Linked DNA regions of Triticum aestivum: regions 1 and 2 are each linked to region 3. The links are chromatin contacts, called in public Hi-C maps. All regions are on one chromosome and are shown on one strand. Each heading gives the region's core, a stretch centred on a gene start, on an enhancer-like site or on the middle of the called end of the contact. The rest is flanking DNA. Distances are from core to core; before and after follow the strand shown. Region 1 holds the start of LOC123163172 (polyadenylate-binding protein-interacting protein 7). Region 2 has its middle 22 kb from the start of LOC123159436. Region 3 holds the start of LOC101290659.

Region 1 (4,114 bases), core at 161-2,660, 150 kb after region 3:
TGGCGTCTACATGCAGCACGGCTCCAAGGCGATGGCGGACCATTGGGGGTGTATCCAGTTGGCGTGCAACAAATGGCATGGAATCGTCGAGGAGGTCGCGGCTCGCCCGGAGAGCGGCGCCAGCGTTGAGGATCAGGTACGCACGCCGTTCGCACGCATATCTTCGTCCCCTACGCCCGCCGCCCACCAACTGTTTGTCCCTCCGCGCAGCTGCTGCGTATGTTCGCCATGTATCGGGGCGACAACCAAGACGCCGACTTCAAGCACCTCCACGTCTACAAGCGCATTGACAAGTGCGAGAAGTGGGCGGAAGTCCGACGTGCCCTCGACAAGGCCAAGGAGACATACAAGCCAAACGCGACGACTCCGGGCACGTCAGAGGGACGGCCGGACGGCCACAAATTGGCAAAGAAGGGGAAAAGCGCCGACGCGGCAACCGCGCGAGTGCAGGAGTCCATCGAGCATTGCCTCGCCGATGCCCAGGCCCGGGCCGTCCTACGCGAAGAGAAGACCGAGGCGCGGTGGTCGTCGCTAATGAAGAGCAATGCCATCAAGCTCGACCTGCTCCGGACGAACGTCGCCGCGAAGAAGAGGAACACCGACATGGCTTTTCTGATGAGCGGGGCGGACATGCTCCAGAGCAACGACGAGAAGCTCAAGGCGTGGTACCTGGTGCAGCGCGGCCTCATCCTGAACGAGCTGCCGACGGCAACGCCCACGCCCACACGGACGCCAAGCCCGAACGACGTCTCTACATCGCCGCCCAGCAGTGCCGAAGCCGCGCCGACGCAGCCCTGCACCGAAGCAGCTCCGGCAACGACGAGGCCGCGCACGCCGACCCCGCCGAGTGAATCGTTGCGCACGGCGGCTCTCTGTTTTTTGTAACGCCAGACTACGTCCGTTCGATCGGCGTCTTTTAAGAGCGGGAACGACCAAGTTTGAATTTCCGCATTCTGGGGCCGGCGCGTGGGGGCGTGACTGAGAGCTAGGTCGTCCCAGAGACCGAACTAGCGCCGGCACGCCCCCAAGCCGCTCTATTTAGGCGCCCTGGAGGCCGAACGGCTGAAGATGCCCTCATGGACGATGGCAAACAGGAACCACGAAACGTTGTGAAGCAGACGGGCGGAGGCAGACCACGGAACCACCGGCGGGAGCCCCGCCGATATTTCCCCCTCGGTCGAATCACCGAGCCGCATATTCGCGTCGCACCGCGGGAGCGGAGACAGGTAGCAGGCAGGCGCACGCGGCCCTGCCCTCATCCCGCCACCGATCCCAAGGCCAAGCCACCACCCACCCATCCTTCCCCTCCACGCCACAGCTCCATCCCGGCCCCACCACCCGCCGCGTCGGGTCAAACTCCACCATCCCTCGCCTATCCTCCTCCTCCGCCTCCCCCCTCCCGTCCGTCCGTCCCTCCTCCTCCCCTCCCCTCCCCTCCCCACGGCCACCCTCCACCACGCCACAAATCCCGGCGACCCACCCCGTCTCCGACCCCGCCTCGGCCACCACCTCCGAATCCCCTCCGTCTCCGCGCCGGCTCCGGCTCCGTCTCCGTCTCGTGGGCGGTGACGACCCGTACCCTGCCCCGCGTCGGGGAGGGGCGGCCGAGGCTTTTTATCCTTCGCGCCCCATATGGGCCGGTCGCCAGCCATATATTACTACCAGCTCATCGACCGGCGGAAGGGCATCGGCTCGCGTTGGCGGGAGCTCTCCAGATCTGCCGCGGACGCTCGCCTCGTGTAGATCCCGTCCGGATCTCGGCGCGGCGTCGGCTTGCTCTCTCCTCAAGCCTCTGCTAGAGCTAGAGCTGTGTATGATTCCGATTCGGGGTGGCGTAGCCCTAAGCTTATTTTCCTTTTCTGTTGTTTTACTGTTACGTTTGCCGCTCATGCGAATTTACTAGTATTATTTTTGCGAATTTACTGATTTAGCGGCGAGGCGAAGTTATTGCCGTAAAAGGGCCAATGCGTACGACTGAAGCGTTAGATATTTCAACGTCCTAGCCGGTGAATTTGGCGTATAGAAACTGCATGGGGGAGATGCAGCTTTTGTGACGCTGGCGGTTGTAGTAGTAGCTCAGGCAGTTATATCTGAGCCAAGAAAGGCCACGCCATTTTGTGTGCAAATGGGTGACGCCCTATTCTAACGCCCTTTTTTGGAAAGATACCTACCGTCTTTTAGGCCTTGTGTAAATTTGGAAACTTCTATTACAAGTAGGCCTTGTAAATTTGGAAACTTCTATTACAAGTAATGCTGATAATACTGTTGCCATGTCTGCATGATAGTAACAAAAAAGAAACTTTTTGAAGCCTAACAGTACGATTTAAAGGACCGACTAGTTTGGCAATTCTAACAACTTGTCAATTAGTTCATCCATATATGTCATGTAAATTAATAAATGGCTTACCTAGATTAGAGTTCACATTTCGTTTGCTCTAAATATGACTCAAATAATTGGAGCCAGACCTTATTGGATTAGTTTTTATTTGCGTGTGCTGTTTTTGATAAGCATGAAATTGTTTTTCCCTCGAAAATAAAATCGATTCTCAGTAATCTGGCATAAATTTATTATTTATAGCTACCTCACAGAAAATTATGGGAGTAACTAAACAGTTTTGCAGATTAGCAAATAGCTTCTTGCCATTACAGGATACATGGCTTTTCTATTTCAGTTATTCATAGGAAATGTAATTCTTGTAAATGTGCTGAACCATACTAATACTAACCTTGATGTTTACCACCTTTTCAGGGTTTGGGTAAATCTTATTGGAAGAGTTTTCCTGTACATGTAATTTCTGTTAAAAGATGACTTCACTGAATAAAGTTGTTCCAAATAATGGTGATGCAAGGTCAATGTTGCCAAATAAAATCACTGCATTAAATCCCAATGCAGCAGAGTTTGTCCCTTCATGTGTTATTAGACCATCCTATGGTAATAGCACAGCTTCAGATGCAAGTAAGTCTGAACTTAGGGGGTCACCTGGAAAAAAAATTCTAGATAGGTCTGAGTCGTCCAAGTCTAATAACTCAGACGATGAGGCACACCAGTTCTGGCGTAAGCAGCTCCCAGATGATATTATTCCAGACTTCACTTCTTTCGAGAAAATCGAACAAGAACCTGAAGAACTGTCCCTTGCTGGATTATCCTTGAATGCACCTCCTTTCTATGGGACAAAAGCTAGCCGCTTGTCAAGAGAACACCAAGAGTTGTCTTCTTCAGCTAGCAACCTGGAACTTGGGCATACCAATTTATTTTACGAGGATAATTCACAGTCAACCTTTTCAACTGTTGGTTCAAGCAATTGGGAGCAAAATTACGTGGGTGACCTCCACTTTGCTAATGAAAATCAGGACCTTCAGTATGATCCTACCACAGGCTTTACTGACAGTTTTGCTAGTGAGTACGTTGCAGCATCAGATGGCCTTTTTGATCCCCTAGAGTATTTAGCGTCTCAGTTTCCTGGATTTTCAGCAGAGAGTCTTGGGGAGCTGTACTATGCAAATGGATGTGACTTCAATCATACTATTGAAATTCTCACCCAGCTAGAGGTAATCTCTTTCTATCTGTAATTTTCACACTAACTCCTCTATACGTCCAATCAGAGCATTGCTTAATATAGCTGACTCTTCTTGATGTATATTGCTGAAACTTTAATGAATTTTCTTTCTGCTCAAGGCACCAGTATTAAACATATCCTTTGAAAGACAATATTAAAATCTCTTTCCTCTTTATTTGGTAATATACATTGCTTCGAGCAGTTATGTTACAATTGCAACATTCAGTAGTATCTCCAAGGGTTATTTTTTCTTTTGATTTTTCAGATGCAAGTGGATCCTACTTCCAATCAGGCAATGAATTTGACCCCCAGCTCACCAAACTTTAGTACGGGCGACTTTCCTGCCCTGCCAACAGCAGAAGATCAAAACGGTTTCTCTAAGGGAGATATGGATATCCTTGGCTTCTTCAGTGGGCGCAATTCTTCCACCATATCTAGTGGTACTGGTGATTTTGTTTCAGCTGTTCGGAAACTTGCATCGCAGAATTCTGGCCACAACAAGTTCAAAAAGGGTCCTGATTACGGCAATGGTGTTTCTACCGTTTCTGTACCCAAGC
Region 2 (4,022 bases), core at 1,141-3,640, 210 kb before region 3:
TTGAGTACTACAATAGTATTTCCATCCATGCACACAAAAAATGAAAGAACATGTGCATTTTCAAATTTGTACCCCATTTGACTGTCATACTCAAACAAGGAAGGCCAATCAAGTTGCTCACCATATAGCTAGGCACAGTTATACTTGTAACACTTCATGCTCCTAGCTTTATTTTGAGCGGACTCATTCACATGTAATTACTCCCTCCGTCCGGAACTACTTGTCATATAATTTCGGTGACAAGTAATTCCGGGAGGAGTTCGTATATTTGATTAAATAAAGAATGCTATGGTGACCTTTTTCTATAAAAAAATACTGTAATCCCGAGCTTGTTCGATGCGCTCCGCTTGTTGGACAGATGTGGCTGTGATTTATGCGACGGTTGCCATCTACTCCGTTCCAAATTACTTGTCGTAATAATGGATGTGTCCAGATGTATTTTAATTCTAGATACATCCATTTTAGCGACAAGTAATTTGGAACGGAGGGAGTATGTACGCCACACCTCCTCCTCTTGAGCGCTTCTGCTACAACCCTCTGGAAATCCCCGCATTTCCAGTCCAGTATAGGTGCAGTGTGGATGTGGAGTCGCCAGCAGAGATTCTATTTGCCACCTGTCGAACCGGTCGCTAGCCAGCGTCCCGCATCAACCTAGTGAGCAGGACCCACCATTTAGATTCGGCACAAACGTTAGTAGGAGAACAAACTGGAGAAACAAAACTAAATCTTTACCAAATAATAAAGTAAATTGGATTTCTATCGTTCGTCATTATAATTACCCTCCAAATTGGTAAAAATTACCCACCAATGCCACCCGTAAGTGGAAAATGATTCAGTTTTTCAAACAAAAATCACCGCCCCACTGGGTTGTTTTAAAAGGCCGCGACAGTTAGAATCATAGAACTATGGGTGACCGAGTGGTTGTGCGATCGCTCCTCCAGCTATGAGACCGGGGTTCGATCCCCACCTTCCACATCTTTTTTTTCTCACGCATTTTTTCCATTTTACTTTTTTGTCTTTTCTTTTCTCATTCTGTTTTCTTTCTTCTTTCTTCTTTAAATTAATTCAGGATTTTAATATTCCAAAGTTGTGACTTTTAAAAAAATCTTTGAGAAATCATAAAAAATACAGATTCAAAAAATGTTGGTGGTTTTGCAAAATTATAAAAAAAATCACAATTTGAAAAAGATGGTAGGAAAATAAAATCATGTTCATCATTTAAAAAAAAATGACTGTGTATTGAAAACATATTCAGGAATCTGAAAAAATTCCATGACATTTTAGAAAATGTTCACAAAAAATTGTTTTTTAAAATTTTCTCCAATTTTTTAGAAAAGTTCATCGACTCACAAAATGTTTATTGAGTCAAAAAAATTTAATGAATTCGAAACTGGTTCATGCATTTAGTTTCTTGTAAACAAAACTAATGTTCATGATTCTTTTGAGAAAATAAAAAATTTCAAAAGAAAATGTTTGTCGATTCCGAAAACTGTTCACTAATTCAAAAGTTTTCTATGTCTAGGATTTAATTGGTTTTTTGAAAGTCTTTATATGTCTTGGCGTTGGGAGTAGTTCGTGGTCAACGAGATTTGTTTTTAAAATTTTAAACATTTTCTTGCGCAACATAATGACAAGTGTGGCATGCACTGACAAACTCATAACCTTGGGATTTACCACGTCGAATGCATTGTGATCACGTGGACATCGGGACCATCATCGGCTAGGGTGAGAAAAAAAATGACAACATGGTGAGCCACTGTGTTAAAATAAAGTACGCTCATATATCAGGCCACTGAGTCATACTCATTTGGTTAGCCATAATTTTTTGTCTTCCGTTGCAACGCACGGGCATATTTGCTAGTAGCTTATGAAGTGATCAAAGATTCGAACGACACTTGGGGTGTAACGAGGTGGAATTTACTACACATGAACTTTTGTTTTGAAGAATTTGGCTTAGCCAAGCGGCAGATCGTCCAGCACCGTTTACAGAGCGGTTGGCACCCGCGCTACTTCTCTCGCCACACACAGTGTACTTCTTTTTCTCGAAACAAAGGCAATAGATTTACCTCATCTATTAATAATTAAAAAAAGGATAGAGTTTGTTACAATCAACCCGAAACAACGGCATGAATTATTACTCTCGCGACATGAGTGACCCTAGATTTTTAGCCCCAAAGGGTGACCCAAAGATTTGCCTCGATCGTGTACTTGGAGACTAGCTGGCAATCCATGTGACGGCGGTGCTGCTCTGCTTCCGGTGCCATCACGACGTAGCCATCGACGGCACAAGTTGGGGAGCACGCGATGATGGGACGGATATAACCGGAGAAGGAAAGGCGCGCGGGGATAGGTCATAGGTGGATGGATAGATAGAGTAGACAGAGTTTGTGTCGAAGTTGACGAGCTTCTACCCCACGACGCGGACTTGCACGGCGCAGCGTAGCCGGCGGCGGCAGCCACTAGCGCCACCTGCCTCCGATCATTCGCCGTCGCCGCATTGCAGGGCGCTGCGGCGACAGGGTCACATTGATTGCCCGTGCACCGCGGTGGGCCGGCCGGCCGGCCGGAAGGAAGGAAGATCACGCGATCAGGTTACACGTAAAAAGAAAAGAAAAACGCCTTTCGATCTCTGCTCGCGTGCACACACATCGTTGCACGCACAGCGCGCGCTGGATCGGACGCTAGCTGTTGGTACATCTGTCTCTGCTTGGCCTTGGAGCCAAGATGCTCGCTAGGAGCTACAGCAAGAACACGACCGAGGACGTATGCATGCTCTAGCTAACGACATCGGAGGCGCAGCGTACCAACGATAGACCCCGCACGATTCGCGCGTGTGCGCATATGCACCACCCCGGACGGACAGGTGCGTAACTACAGCGGACCACTTTCGTGATTGATGACACTGTCACTAAAATCGGACGCTACTTACTTGGTGTCTCCACCAACCTTGCGAGACGTACATGAGGCCGCAATGTCGAGGTCGATCATGCATGTGAGACCGGCTTGTCCACTTGCCGCGGCAGCTTCCAAAACGCACTCCGAGGACAAGTAAGAACTTTGAGCATAATTAATTTGCTACCAACATTTGGCATTCCCAATAGTTGGCAAGACAACATTTAGCAACATCAAAAATTGCCAACAATTGGCAATCTTTTGTGAGATTGGCAGCGAAAATTGGCAAGCAACCAATCTCTAGTCAACATTTGGCAATTGCCAAAATTTGACATGCCAACTTTTGGCATCAAACCTGAGTACCTGACGCGATAATTTGTATAAGTTTGAAAAATAAATGAATGCTGGCCTGAATTAGCTAGCACTAAAGTTTTCCGGGAAAAAATATACTAAAATTGAGACATTTATTTTGATACGAAGGGAGTAGTAAGTGTATGGTTTGTGAAGGACAGCTCATGCCTCGCCTGCAAGGGCTGCGTGGCATTGCCAGACGCCAATACATACGGTTTATTTTTTTTTCTTGAAAACACATACTTAGGCCATCTTCAAAGCTGGCATGCAAAACGGACACCGCGTCCGTCAGTGGATATGGATGCGGGAGCCGGCCATCCGAATCTATCCACAAACATTTCAAACCACTTTTCAACAAATCGGACGAAGTACATGCAATTCTGATGATTTTTATTCAAACCGGACGAAAATATTTACAATTCTAACAATATTTTAACTACAATATACATGACTACGGTAAAACTAGTCTATGACCGGCCACAACGGATCTCCATTCCCATGCCATGTGTTCCTTATGCCAACAGCCCGCTCGTCGGACTGCCGAGAGCCTCGAAGGGGTATGCTTCAGCGGGAGGGGAAGAATAGCCTCCGCCACCGCGAAGCACGGATCAGGGTTTGTTTTTGGGACGGGGAAGACAGTTGTCATGGTCTACGTCCATGCTCACCGGGCAAGTCACCAGATATGTCACCCAGTGACGTGGTGGGTGGCCTTCCTGGGACCCAAGCGACAATGGCCTTCCATGATCTATTTTTCCTCACTGTCTGAGGTGACTGCGGGA
Region 3 (4,159 bases), core at 585-3,084:
GCAAGCCAACATATATCGGGTTGGCTTGGAGGGCAACCCAGGCCGCTACAATGCCGGAGAACTCCTTCCACTGCTCGCTGGAGGCCATGGCGGGTATTGTACAAGGAGGAGATAGAGAGCTGAGGTGAGGTGTGTAATTCTAGCACGACGCCTAGTCACATTTATAAAGCGGACGGATGCAAGGAGCCAGCCGGAGAGGTGCTCAATGTCGGCCGACACATGAACGGATGTGTGGCGCTCGGGGCGCCGAAGTATGTTCCCCGGCACACGCGTCGATTTAATGGAGCTAGGCGGGCAGATGGATGTCCTTTGAATGCGGACAGAAGGCGTGCGCAGCGGGCGGTGCCCTTGGCCGGTGAGCGGCTTCAGGCCGGCTCTAGTGAGCGGTCACGTCCACAGCCCTCATGAATGAGGGTTGTTGGCTTCAGCTGGAAACGCGTGCAGGCGAGGGAGGAGGAGTTGGGTGGGCCAGGTTAGTCAGACATGGGCGTGGCAGCGGTTCGGACACCCGCAAAACCCCCAAATTTGTCTCTGGTTTGCGGGAAAATGTGCATCCTGCCTGCCGAATGGATCGATGCAAGAGCACGCTGGATGACAAAATACGTCTGAACCGCGCTGGACGCCAAACACGTACGGGCTACACGATTCAGATGGTTGTGGACGGTTTGAAGGTCAGGTTAGAGATGCCCTTACTAGCACTATCTTTGACGTACACATCCGATATCCCATGTTAGGTAATAATAGTAGATGCTATGGCCATGAACGATGCATGATCATGAACAGACCTAGAGCATCTTTCCATGTGGCGCTGGTCTAGTTCGCTAGTGGTTGAGATCTGGTGGGCGTAGTGTCATGAGCGGGTTTTGTATTTCAGTGCTGGTAACTTCGTTTTTGTCTGCACCGTGTTTTTTCTTTCCATGAGATGCCGACTGGTTCTCCCTTGAAAACAACTTTCTTTTCAACCGGAAAACCATGAACTTGCTGTGTTAGCTAGTTGATTATCACTGATTAAAGCATCTAGTGTTAATTTCCAGTATACTTGGAGCTATTATGATAGTTTTTTACCACCACCACTAGTTTACTTGAGGGGAAAAAAGAAGAAAGAAAAGTGGCCTTATGATTGGGGGCACCAACCCAACCCAAGACAAAACCGAGGAGCCACGGGCGACAAAAACACTCCTGTCGCGATAAAATCGCGAGAGCGACGTGTCAGGCGCACGAAAACAGCAGGCGGGGCCCAGCAACAGCGACGGCCCATCCGAACCCGCACCAAATCCACCCGACCCCTGGGCACGGCGAGCAGCCCGCGCGGCCCACCGTGGCCAGCTGTCAGTACTCACAGACCACGCATTCAAAAGGCCGGGCGCCCACCCAGCTCAGCCCCCCGACGTGGACCTCCCTCTAGCATCCCCACGCTACTGGGGAACCGGCTCGTCTACCGTGCTGAAAGCACGGTAGGGGAGCTACACTAGCCTGCAGTGCCTCTGTGATTTTTCACTGCGCGCTACATGAACTCATGAACAGTGTGGTGCTACAGGGTGCCCGCTACAGTACATATTTATTACAGTAGATTCGCTACAGTGCATAGTGCTATAGGGCCCTGCAGTGCCTTCTGCGATTCCCACTGCGTGGCTACTGTAGCTCCCTGCCGTGCCTTCAGCACGGTAGACGAGCCGGTTCCCGCTACTGGCTACGGCCCGTACAGGAGCTACCACCTCCCCCTGCCCCCACCGACACGCGGGGCCAGCGGGGCAAGACGTGGCCACATGCTCCACGGCGCTGGCGGTGCATAAATACCACCTGGCTGCCACCGCATGTCCCGGTGCGGAGAAGTTCAGGGCGGGAGGGGAGGCGAGCCGAGGCGGAGGAGAGGGAAGCGCGAGGGAGACATCGCCCGACTGCGATGACACCAGGCGCCGACGCCGTCATCATCGCCGTAGCAGAAGCCAGCCGGAGCGAGCAGGCCAGGAGCAGGAGGAGCGGCAGCCGGAGAGCAGCCGAGGCGCCGTCCGTCCCGTCGTCCTACGTCGTCTGGGAGAAGGAGCGGTAATTAAGTTCATCGAGAGAGAGCGGAGCGGACGTCGCGAGCATGGAGGTGGAGGCCGCGAGGTGCGAGTGCTGCGGCTTCACGGAGGAGTGCACGCCGGAGTACATCGCGGCGGTGCGGGCCGAGTACATGGGCCGCTGGGTCTGCGGGCTCTGCGCGGCTGCCGTGGGCGACGAGATCCGCCGCGCGGGCGCCCGGGGCCAGCGCGCCATCACCACGGCCGAGGCGCTCGACCGGCACGGCGCTTTCGCGAGGGAGGCGCCGCGTGCGCCCGGGAAGAAGGCGTCCGAGGAGCTCGTGGCCGCCGTGTCGCGCCTGCTCCGGCGCTGCCTCGACTCGCCGCCGGCGTCACCCGCCGCGCCGCAGGGGCGCAAGGTGGCGGCAGGCCCCCGGTGCACGGACGCTGACGACGCCTGATCGATCGCCTAGCCGGAGGCGAAGGATAGCTAGCTCGTGGTGGGTTGTTCGCCAATGATTGGGCAAAGACGTCAGGAATAATACGTACTTGGGGGGCATGTGCCTTGTGTGGCTTGCCTGCCGTCCTGAGGAATGAATAATTTGCGTCCTAGCTTATGATTGCTCGAGACAGGAGCGATCAAGCTCCGTATGATCGAGCATGAAGTTATTACGTAATGTGCTTCGTAGCATTTGTAGTAGTATCCGGTTGTGTTGAGTATTAGCTCAGGCTTCGGCTACGCATTGTAGTCACTCTGTACAAAAGCATTGTACTGGAGTTATGCAGGCTTCTTGTAAGTTACTCAGATGGAAGGACATGTAAAGTAGTGCTCATTGTAGTAATCTACAGTAGTGTATATGTATCTCATTGTATTTACACATGTTTGTATTGCCATGTCCTCACATGGATGCAAGTAATTAGGCTTGATTTTCAACAGAGTCAGAAAATAAAGCGGTTTTGCTATATAACAGGTGCCTGATTATTATTTTTAGCTCTCACCCGAATTTGCAACCATCATTCACATAGTTCATGATTCGTACTTGGGGTCTGTTTGGGTTATAGTTGACTGGGTTATAGTTGACTGATGTAACTTTTGTTTTCAGTCGATTTTGTTCAGCGGAAAGGTTTCAGTCCGTTAGTCTTAGGCTAGTGGGTTATGCGTCGGTCCGGTAGTAGTCCATTTGTTTTTCAGTTGATGCTTGTTGTTGCTTGGGTCACTAGGGTTCTGTGTTCGCAAGATTGTCGAAGTGCTTCTTGTCGTACGCACGAAATAAATGAGACTCAATTCATTTTCGTCATGTTTGTGTATGCACTTCGGAGGCGATAACATTGGCATGAGTAAGACACTTAGGGGCTGTTCGGCGGCCCACCCGCTCCGCGGTATATAAGAATCTGCAGAGTACCGTTTCTCTCGCTCCACACTTTTTAACTGGAACTTCGTCGACTCCGGGAGCGGCCTCGTGGAGCGGAAGGCCTCCGAAGAGGCCCTTAATCTTGACCTATACACACAAGCATTATGTAATATGTGTGCAAATTATATTGGAGTCTGATTTTTTCTCCTATTATATGATTCTTATTGCATATATTTTGAATAGGTGCAATTTTCTAAGCAAGTTGTTGTCATTTTCTTTCTTTTTATCATCTTTCTTCATTTAAGGGTAATATCAATGTCTTTAATTCATTTTCCTTAGCAAAATTTAGTTTTATTTTTTTAGCTTTTATTTTGGTTTTAGTTTTATTACCAAATCTGTTTTTGTGTGTGATTCATTTAGGGTAATACCATCGGCATGAGTAAGACAATTAATCATTGGCATACACATGCACAAGCAAGTACTATGTAATATGTGTGCAAATTATACTGGAGTCTGGAAAATTGCGCTATTATACCCTTCTTTTTGCATATTGTGAAAATGTGTAATTTTCTATTTAAGATGTTGCCATTTTTTTCCTTTTAATATCAATGCCTTTAATTCATTCTTCCTTATAAAACTACATCTGTTTAATATTGTTTTAGTTTTATTTATCTTTAGTTTTTCTTAATTTTTAGTTTCATTACCAAATCTTGCATTCCTTTTTTGTGATTATTTGACTATTTGAGGTAATACCATCGGCATGAGTAAGACAATTAATCTCTGAAATACAAGGGCAAGTACTAT

The links. A called contact is a pair of places that touch in the nucleus more often than the background predicts.
Region 1: a contact with region 3 is called in a Hi-C map of an unstated tissue, with 10 times the contacts expected there. The contact joins the promoter of LOC123163172 here to the promoter of LOC101290659 in region 3. A contact is called at or near these places in 3 of 5 Hi-C or Micro-C datasets (leaf and an unstated tissue).
Region 2: a contact with region 3 is called in a Hi-C map of leaf, with 5 times the contacts expected there. The contact joins the enhancer-like site here to the promoter of LOC101290659 in region 3. A contact is called at or near these places in 4 of 5 Hi-C or Micro-C datasets (leaf and an unstated tissue) and 1 of 1 datasets of contacts at active chromatin or transcription factors (leaf).

What each region holds. Positions count from the first base shown.
Region 1 is chr7B:75,242,549-75,246,662 of IWGSC CS RefSeq v2.1, reverse strand. It overlaps LOC123163172 (polyadenylate-binding protein-interacting protein 7), which reads left to right and starts at 1,410. Exons shown (of 6, transcript XM_044580925.1): 1 at 1,410-1,811; 2 at 2,750-3,549; 3 at 3,823-4,114. The coding sequence starts at 2,806.
Region 2 is chr7B:75,604,114-75,608,135 of IWGSC CS RefSeq v2.1, reverse strand. No RefSeq gene overlaps it. Among protein-coding and RNA genes, the nearest start is that of LOC123159436, 22 kb to the left of the region's middle. Within about 2 kb of position 2,390, at least 1 of the 8 cell types and tissues checked has an H3K27ac peak or open chromatin away from gene starts, as enhancers often do. A contact at or near this core is called in leaf, where this site is marked.
Region 3 is chr7B:75,391,536-75,395,694 of IWGSC CS RefSeq v2.1, reverse strand. It overlaps LOC101290659, which reads left to right and starts at 1,834. Exons shown (of 1, transcript XM_044575919.1): 1 at 1,834-2,968. The coding sequence starts at 2,090. The coding sequence ends at 2,464.